2 separate regions of the Sus scrofa genome follow, and region 1 is linked to region 2. Evidence: chromatin contacts called from public Hi-C data. All regions are on one chromosome and are shown on one strand. Each heading gives the region's core, a stretch centred on a gene start, on an enhancer-like site or on the middle of the called end of the contact. The rest is flanking DNA. Distances are from core to core; before and after follow the strand shown.

Region 1 (4,339 bases), core at 1,600-4,099, 550 kb before region 2:
TTGCTGTGCCTCTGGCATAGGCTGGCGGCTACAGCTCCGATTTGACCCCTAGCCTGGGAACCTCCATATGCCGCGGGAGCGGCCCAAGAAATGGCAAAAAGACAAAAAAAAAAAAAAAAAAAAAAAGAATTGCCTGCAGACTAAATATATGTCTCCCATAAGCACACTGTGTTGTTTTTCAAATGTGTGCTATTGCTGAAGTCAAAACTTTGAGTATTTTCTCTGTAGAGACAATTATTAGAGAGCTACGAAATATTTATGTTCATAAAAAAGACCTTCTACTCAACAATGCCTGCAACTTTATGCTACCCAAAAGTTTACTTCATGACTGACCCCTGCTGAGGGCAAGATATTTCACTCTTTTCTTTCCACCCTAGACTTGCTACCTGTTTTTACCTTACCCTTCCTTCCAATGGGATAAAGCTGTTTCTTGCCACCTCTGGAGACAAATGGTTGACTGAGCTAACGCTTTAACAAGCGGAGTCACAACAGAGGTATAGGTAATTAACCAATCAGCAAAAACACAGTTATATGGGGTTTTTTACTGTGTACTTCAGTATATTTGATATTTTCCAATTTTGATAAGGAGGAGAGAGCAGGAAAGAAAATGAGACCCAAGGGAAGATCTGGTTTTCTTCAGCCTGATTTTATGAGAGGCCTGGCCTGGGCTGGCCCTGTTTATCTTTGTGCACTTTGAGAGATTCTGGTCCTGTGAGACCTGTGAGCTTGCCCGGGAGTGGCAGGTAGCGATGTGTGGCCTCCCCAGCCTTCTCTGCACCAGAAAGAAAGATCAAGGCAAACGAGGTCAGGATGTAGCATCATCTAAGCACTTCTGGCCCCTGTCTTCCCGGACCAAAAAGAAATCCCCCACTTTCTGAAAGTTCACTTTACGCCACTTTGCTTTTACCAAAGCCCGACACTGGTACCTGTTTTGCTAACCAAAAGACATCTGAAGAGGACTTCTGCTTTTATGAAGAAAAGGTGAAAATTTAACATAGTGTTCAGTGTTTGTTTTGCAGAGAATGATTACAGAGGCAGCTGGCAGCCCCAGCAGCAGGAGTGGCGCCACCAGGCTCCTTCCCCAGGAACTACACTCAGCATCTCAGCATCAAGCTGCCAGAGCTTTGGATTGTGCGAGAGCATCTGCCCTTTATTTATTTTGCACATTCTTAGCAAGACATGTCCTAAGGCACTTGCCTCTTCTTGGCTTTAAGCCATTCCGGCTTAGGAAAGGTTTCACAGGAATGCTCTGCGTTCACATGGGGGCCCCAGGGTTGGGGAAGGAGACCTGTACCTGAAAAGCACGGTGGGGGAAATACCTTCCCAAAGTGATAGTCTGCTTACTGCTTCCCTGGATTATGTATTTCTCCAAATGATTCCCACCCAAAAGTTTTGCCTTCAGGTTTCTCACTGAAGACCTTTAGACAAGGGCCATGTACTTATTTATTTATTTATTTATTAGTATTTTTGCCTTTTCTTGGGCTGCTCCCGAGGCATATGGAGGTTCCCAGGCTAGGGGTCTAATCAGAGCTGTAGCTGGCAGCCTACACCAGAGCCACAGCAACGCAGGATCTGAGCCGCATCTGTGACCCACACCACAGCTCACGGCAAAGCCGGATCCTTAACCCACTGAGCAAGGCCAGGGATCAAACCTGCAACCTCATGATTCCTAGTCAGAGTCATTAACCACTGAGCCACGACAGGGACTCCTGGGCTATGTGCAACATCCGTGATCCGAGGTTGATCCAGCTGTAGGACTTTCCCAACCAGCTCTGCTGCTTCAACAGCAGTGACACCTAGAGCCCCAGGCTCAGGGGTGTGAGCCCAGTGCAAAGACACATGCACGGAGTGACTCACCTTACAAATTGAGCTGGTGAGGCCATTAGCTGTTTCATATGACATGGTGGCTTTTAACCTCCAGTCTGAGAAGGCTTAATGAGCAATAGTCTGGAGAATTTCAGGATTTCAAGCCACTGCTCTTGTTTCTAAGGAGGACACACACTGGGTGTGCAATTAGAGAAAAACCAGGCTGAGCTTTCGTCACCAGAAATGTAATGCCTTGAAGCCAAATGATGCAGTATTTTTAGTTTTAATTACTAGCTTGTTCTCTACTCCACCCCCGGCCCAACGACCTCCCTTGCCTTCTACCCAGAATCTTAATTCCGTCTCTTCCCCTCAGAAATCCAATTGAATACATAGATCTTCATTACTCCCCAAAGCTCTCATGCTTCACTAAAATAAAGGTGGGGGGGGAATCAAAACCAAGGAACCTATTTTACGTATCTTCTCCTCCAGGGAAAAGATCCCTGCAATTTTCTAAGGGCTGGAGAGAGGTAGGAGGTGTAAAAAACACCCCACCTTCCCCAAAGAAGCAGTTTTCTACTTCAAAAAAACAGCTGTGGTAAAAATATCTCTCAAGAGCAGCCAGCTGTTTATTTATAAATCTGTGCGTAGGGAAGCTTTATTTCTCTTATGTGTTTTCAAGAACATGCAGAGTATTTGGGTGAGAAGGGCCGGGGTTGCTGGCGGCAAACCAACGATGACTAGCTCCTTGGGGATGGAGGGCGGCGGGGGACGGCAAAAGGCGGCCGGCGGGGATGAGAGGGTGCCCGGACTTTGCGAAGTGGCTGGAGGCAGCCTAGGGCTTCAGTCTTTTTTCAGGTGTTCTCCTCCGGCAAGAACGCAGCTGCTGTTCTCCTCCTGCCCCAGCAGATGGTGGTGTCAGCCCGGCCCTCGCTGCCAGCCCGCCTGCTCCGCCCGCTCCGCCCGCGCGGCGTGTCCCCCACCCCCAGCTTGCAGATGGCTTAATCATGACTCGCCTTCCTCCCCCACCCCGTCCCCCCGCCCCGCGCGTCTGGGCTAACGCTGCGAGCGTGGAGCCAGGCAGTCAAGTGTTACTGCGTACAGCAGGTAGCCTGGCAACTGAGAGCATAATATCGAGCAGATGGTGTTCGCATGGCGTGATGGACATCACACACGACAGCCTGAGACAATCCAGGAATTCCCTGGTGACTGGAGGCCCTCTTTACACAAAATGAGTTCTCTCTCCATTGCCCTGTATCTCTGGGGTTATCTCCCCCCACCCCCATCTCCGACTGACACTGAACTGGTTTCTTATTACCGACTTTGCTTCCAGCCCGAGGAGAGCGAGATCTCACGTGGGGGGTGGGGGAAGCCGTGGAAGGAAACGGAAGGGCCGGGAGCTGGAGGACGTGATGGGGACGGTGGCGACCCGAGACGGGAGGGAGAGTGGTGCACCCCAGACCCCGGGGCCGGCTGGCCGAGAGGGACGGGCTTCCTCGCAGCCCCAGCTGCAACCAAGCCGGCGCGGGGAGGCGAGCCTGGGCTCAATGTCTTTGCCACCGCAGGGCCTGCAAACTGCCTCAATGAAATTTAGGATTTTACTTAAAAAGTCCCCTGGGGCGTAATTTAGCCTCTCAACTCGAGCCCGTAAGCTTACAAGTCCTTAGGGGACTCTAAGAAGTCAGAAGTGTGGCCCGTGCGCCCCCGGCCGGCCTGAAGATGACTCTCCGCGCAGGCGTCCTTAACAAAGAAACCGACGCGGCGGTCTGGGCGCTGGCGGGGGCGGCGCGGGGGGCCGGGAGGTCTTCCGCCCAGGGCCCCAGGAACTCCGCCCTGCTCTACAGCCGGTGTGGCAGCTGTGCGCCCCAGGGGCGCCGTGCCTGCCCCATCCCCTTCCCGCCAGGCCGTGTGTGCCAGCCGCCTGGAAGGAAGTGGGAGCAGAGGGCTTGGGGGCTGCTAGGAGAGTTGTTCACCGGTAGGAAAATGTAAAATCAATGCATACACAAAAAGCATGCCCCAGAAGACAATTCTGGGCTTTTCACACACTGAAGTGGATCAACTCATTAAAAAAAAAATTTTTTTTCCAGCCCAAACGGAATTTTGCCTAGATTCTATACATCAAGACATTTCTATGTCCAACCTCACACTTTGGGGCTTTCTCCTGCAAAGGCACTGTTCAAATTTTAAGCTTCAGAAGGACGAAGTATTTTCAAAGGTGGAAGCTGACGTTTCACATAGAACATCACTTGCCGAGAAATAGTTCAGCGGTTTCAGGGCAGAGAACCCACACTCCCTAGGAGGCTGTGCGGAGGCATCTGGCTGTGTCTCCCAGGGGCTCAAGGGTGGGGAACTGGCACTAAGAGGCTCCAGGACCCATTTGATGTCTCTGTCTCAATCTCCACCTTCTCAAATGAAAATCACATCCATAGGACTCCTCCCTCAGCAAGAGAAACTTTGAAAGAGCTGTAGAGAGAAAGTGCTAAGAAGATGCTCAGGAAGGTGCTGAAACCTCTCCCACCTCCAGTGCGGGCTGCTG
Region 2 (4,653 bases), core at 96-2,595:
CAGAGGGGCCTCTGAGACCTGGCTGCGCATAACCGTGACTGCCCCTCCAGTTCTCCAGGAGGCATGGCTAGGTGGTTGCTGGTGGTTCCCCGCCATTTTTTTCTTTTTCTGTCTATTCATTCGATAACCTCCTTTCACCAAATGGGCCTGAGTCCCTTGAATCCAAGAGAATCAAGCACTGGATCACACTTTCTATCAAGAACCTGAGGGTTAGGTGGCAAGTCAGTGTCCCCACAATATGTCTGGACTCCTACATAAAGAACCTATTTTTTTGACTCCAACAAATCCCCTGAACAGAATGTGGTGTCTTTTCTCTTTGTCGTGAGTGAAATAATAAAAATGCAAATCTCTGTTTCCTCTGGATGTCAACAGACATTCCTTTTCTAGGGGGAAGTGACCTTTGAGTAATGATACAAAGTAGTAGACTGTAGCTTAAATATTTTAAAAGGGAGTAATGTGGCTAACAATACGGAACATGTATTGTGTTAGCTCCGTGGGCTCTGTACTGCATGCCCTCATCTAGTCCTCACAATAGCCCTGTGAGACAGCTACATGTCTAGTCTCATTTTTATATTTTAGTGACTAACGTGAGACCATACAACCAAGAAGGGGTAGAATGGGATTCAAACTCTTTTTCTTTTTTTTGGCTTTTTAGGGCTGCACCCATGGCATATGGAGGTTCCTAGGCTAGGGGTCTAATTGGAGCTACACCTGCAGGCCTATGCCACAACCACAGCAGTGCAGGATCCAAGCTGTGTCTGCAACTTACACCACAGCTCACGGCAACACCGGATCCTTAACCCTCTGAGCGAGGCCAGGGATGGAGCCTGCAACCTCATGCTCCCTAGTCAGATTCGTTTCCGCTGAGCCACGATGGGAACTCCTCAAACTCTCTTTTTAAAATTGAAGTATAGTTGATCTATAATGCTCTGTGCATTTCAGGTGTACAGCACAGTGATTCAGTTATACATATGTATAAATATATACATATATTTTTCAGATTCCTTTCCCTTATAGGTTAATACAAAATATTGAGTCGAGCTCCCTGTGCTACAAGTAGGTCCTTGTTGATCTCTTTTACATACAGCAGTATGCATACATTAATCTCAACCTCCAATTTATCCCTCCCTCACCCGTTTCCCCTCAAACTCATTCTTAACTCCAGAGCCTGAGCTCCTAACTGGTGTTCTGTCGTGGAGGCAAACTCTCAAAACCATGTTTCACCCAGTCCCTGGATGGGCATTTTCTGTTCCCAGGATGTCTTCCATTAGCAGGCCCAAGCAGAGCCCATGCCTCACCTCTCTGTGGGGCAACTAGTTCTCTTCAGAGTGTCTTCGGCAACACCCACACCCTCTGGTGGACTCAGAGGAGTGATTCCTCTCAGCAGGCTTTGGAACACTTGAACCTGGATTGTAGAAGTCTCTACCTGCTTCTTGCCTTCCCCCCCATCCCCACCCCCAAGAGGAGAGGAGTGTGACAATATGACTTTATTATAGCAGAGAGGTACATGCAACCTGCACAGCAGCTGCAAGAGATCAGGTTGCTGCGGTCTTTCGTGGTGGTGAAACATTTCCAGAAATCAGAAAATGAGTCCCACAACCAAGTCCCTAATTGGGTCTCTCCAGAAGGGCATCGGACAGACGCTTGGGAAAATTTAATACAAAATGGGTTGTCCATGCCTGACACTTATTCGCGGTCAGGTGCAGTCTCATTAGCAGAAACACCAGCCAAAAACATACATCCCTGCTGTGGTCCTATCCGGGAGCTCTCGCCCAGTGCCAGCATCACTCAACAGCACTGAATGGGAGAAGTGTGGTAATTCTCTCAATTGTGCACTTTGGGGATATTTCATTCAGATGCTTATGTCAGTTTCTCAGGATCCCTCTTACATCCTCAGTGGGAGGCCGGGTCAGAACGGGGGCAGTTTCCCAAGTCAATAACTACTTTCCAAGAAGGAAAGCCAGGGATTTTTTTTTCTCTTGGAGCCACAGATTTACAAATACACTTATTCTTTAGTTATTTGTCATGCAAATAACGGTCATCCTTTCAGCTTGTGTATACAGCACTATATGTTGTCACAGAAATCTGTTTGCTTTACCTGCACCTTTGTAAGGACACACCTCCTGCTTAAGAGCCTTGACTGTGTCTTTGTTCAAGAGTCCTAAGTGGACCACCTCTTTAAAAAAGAAGAGATATTCTCAGGGCAGGGTGGGCAAGGGGAGCTAGGGTGGAGCAGGAATCTTTTCAGAATCACTTGGGGGATTCATTTGAACTGTCTTTCCCCTGCTGTCTCTACCACCCCACCCACCCCAACCCAGGAGGAGTCCTTACAATGGAGGGTACATCGAAGGCCTCAGATATATCTAAGTGGAAAGAAATCTTGAGTCACTAGACTCTAAAACGTATTAACCAAATAGAATGGTGACTAGGTCCCCGGGAATGGAATCCTTTTGTAGCAGGTATGATTCTAGGTCCACACATAAAGGTGTGCAAGCGAAATTAAATCTGTCATTTTAGAAATTAGCTAAATTTGAACTTGAGCCCTGATATCTCCAGGCTCATGAGAAAAGTATAACTTCAGTCATGCTGGTGACCTTCCCCCTTCCTCCCTCAAGGTCACCTCAAGTGTCTAGCATATTCTGGAGTGTGGAGGTGGGGTACTCTGGTATTTTCCATCTGTCTCAAAGGTTTCCACGGAGATTTCCTTGTGTTTGGTCCTAAGAGCTTTTCAGGACTGGTGGTACTCTGATGCTTCTGTTGACCTTAATCAAACAGTCCGCCAGCTATTTCTCCAGCAAAGATGGGCTTATTTGGGATCAGCAGAGAATTGCGATTTGAGGTCCCCAGCATGAATGGAGAGAACTCTTTTATAGAGTAGAAAAGGACATTGGGGAAGATAGTAAACAGAGAGCCCATGGCTTTTCATTGGCTGAGGCCTTGCCAGCAAAGAAGAGCAGTCTGCCTTTTCCCTATTGGGCTCTGCTGCTGTCACAGAGCATGAGAGCTCCCCTTCTGGTCTCCTGACTATTTAATTTTTTTTTTTTTGGTCTTTGCAGGGCTGCACCTATGGCATGTGGAGGTTCCCAGGTGAGGGGTCGAATCAGAGCTACAGCTGCCAGCCTACATCACAGCCCCAGCAAGGCCAGATCCAAGGTGCGGCTCCCACTAAGTGAGGCCAGGGATCAAACCCACAACCTCATGGTTCCTAGTTGGATTCATTTCTGATGTGCCATGGTGGGAACTTTTCTTCTGACTATTTTAACTGAGTTTTCTGTTTATTAATTTTTTTACACTTTTTTTTTCTTTTTAGGGCTGCACCTGTGGCTTATGTAGCTAGGTTCCCAGGCTAGGGGTCCAAACCGAGTTACAGCTGCAGGCCTACACCATAGCCACAGCAATGCCAGATCTTCACCACAGCTCATGGCAACGCTGGATCCTTAACCCACTGTGCGAGGCCAGGGATCCAGGGATCGAACCCTCAACCTCATGGTTCCTAGTCGGTTTCATTTCCACTGCGCCATGATGGGAACTTTTTTTTTTTTTTTAAACAATTCAAGTTATACCTAAGTCCAGAGAATCTTTTGGAGGCTTGATGTCCTGTCTACCTGGGTGGTGTATGCAGTGCCTCCCTTATGGGTTCTTGCAGCCTCCTCCTGCTCTATTTGAACACCTTCCCTGATCTCCAGTCCCAGTACAAGGACCTCTCTTCTAGTTTGGAAAAGGCTTCTCTTCCTTCTGTTACCCTCTTTGCCAGCAAACCTGCTAAGTTATACAATAGGCTCAGACATTAGGAAACAAAACCCAGAAATTCTTGGAAGTCACTTCTTTCTGTCCTACCACATATCCCTCTTTTTTTTTTTTTTTTTTTTTTCATCTTTGTAGGGCCACACCTGCGGCATATGGAGGTTCCCAGGCTAAGGGTAAAATCAGAGCTGCAGCTGCCAGCCTATGCCACAGCCACAGCCATGCAGGATCCGAGCCACATCTGTGACCTACACCACAGCTCACGCCAATGCCAGATCCTTAACCCAATGAGGAAGGCCAGGGATCGAACTGGCGACCTCATGGATACTAGTCAGGTTTATTTCCACTGAGCCATGATGGGAACTCCCCACATAACCTGCTTGAGGCACTGAATCAGCTCCACATTTGAGTGAGAGAAACATACAGAGAAGAAAAATCTATATAAATTAGTGACATGAAATACTATTCCATCATAGTTTTATACCTTCTTTATTGGTGATTCCCAGTTCCAGTTTCCAAATAAATCTAGAGAGGTATTTGGGGGCTGTTGCAAAAAATCCTCCCAAACTTTCAAAATCACGTTAATGCTGATAAAAGTTCAATTTGAAAACACAAATAATGGTTCTGGTTAAAGCTCAGAGATTGAAGAGCTGGTAACACCATTTTCCCCTTGTTACAATATGAAAAAGCTAGATAAATATAAAACTAACAACTCTGCCTGAACCTATCAGAGAACTGATATTGCAGGCAAACTGCTAACTTAAAACCAAGAGAAAGACAAAGGCCTGCAGGGAGAAAAAGGATTCAAGTGTTTGCTCACCTGAGACAGATGCTGCCAAATGCCATAAAAGCTGCTAAAAAGATTAAACTAGAAATGCTTAAAGAATTGCTAAAGGCCAAGTGTGGGCC

The links. A called contact is a pair of places that touch in the nucleus more often than the background predicts.
Region 1: a contact with region 2 is called in a Hi-C map of epiblast stem cells, with 2.4 times the contacts expected there. The contact joins two enhancer-like sites. A contact is called at or near these places in 12 of 47 Hi-C or Micro-C datasets (alveolar macrophages, brain, embryonic fibroblasts and 9 more) and 1 of 2 datasets of contacts at active chromatin or transcription factors (skeletal muscle).

The regions. Positions count from the first base shown.
Region 1 is chr8:87,289,726-87,294,064 of Sscrofa11.1, reverse strand. The region is part of intron 4 of MAML3 (mastermind-like protein 3); the gene reads right to left. Among named protein-coding and RNA genes, the nearest start is that of MGST2, 100 kb to the left of the region's middle. Within about 2 kb of position 2,849, at least 71 of the 83 cell types and tissues checked have an H3K27ac peak or open chromatin away from gene starts, as enhancers often do. A contact at or near this core is called in epiblast stem cells, where this site is marked.
Region 2 is chr8:86,736,148-86,740,800 of Sscrofa11.1, reverse strand. All of the region lies in intron 2 of LOC110262151 (a long non-coding RNA gene), which reads right to left. Among named protein-coding and RNA genes, the nearest start is that of SCOC, 48 kb to the right of the region's middle. Within about 2 kb of position 1,345, at least 3 of the 83 cell types and tissues checked have an H3K27ac peak or open chromatin away from gene starts, as enhancers often do. A contact at or near this core is called in epiblast stem cells, where this site is marked.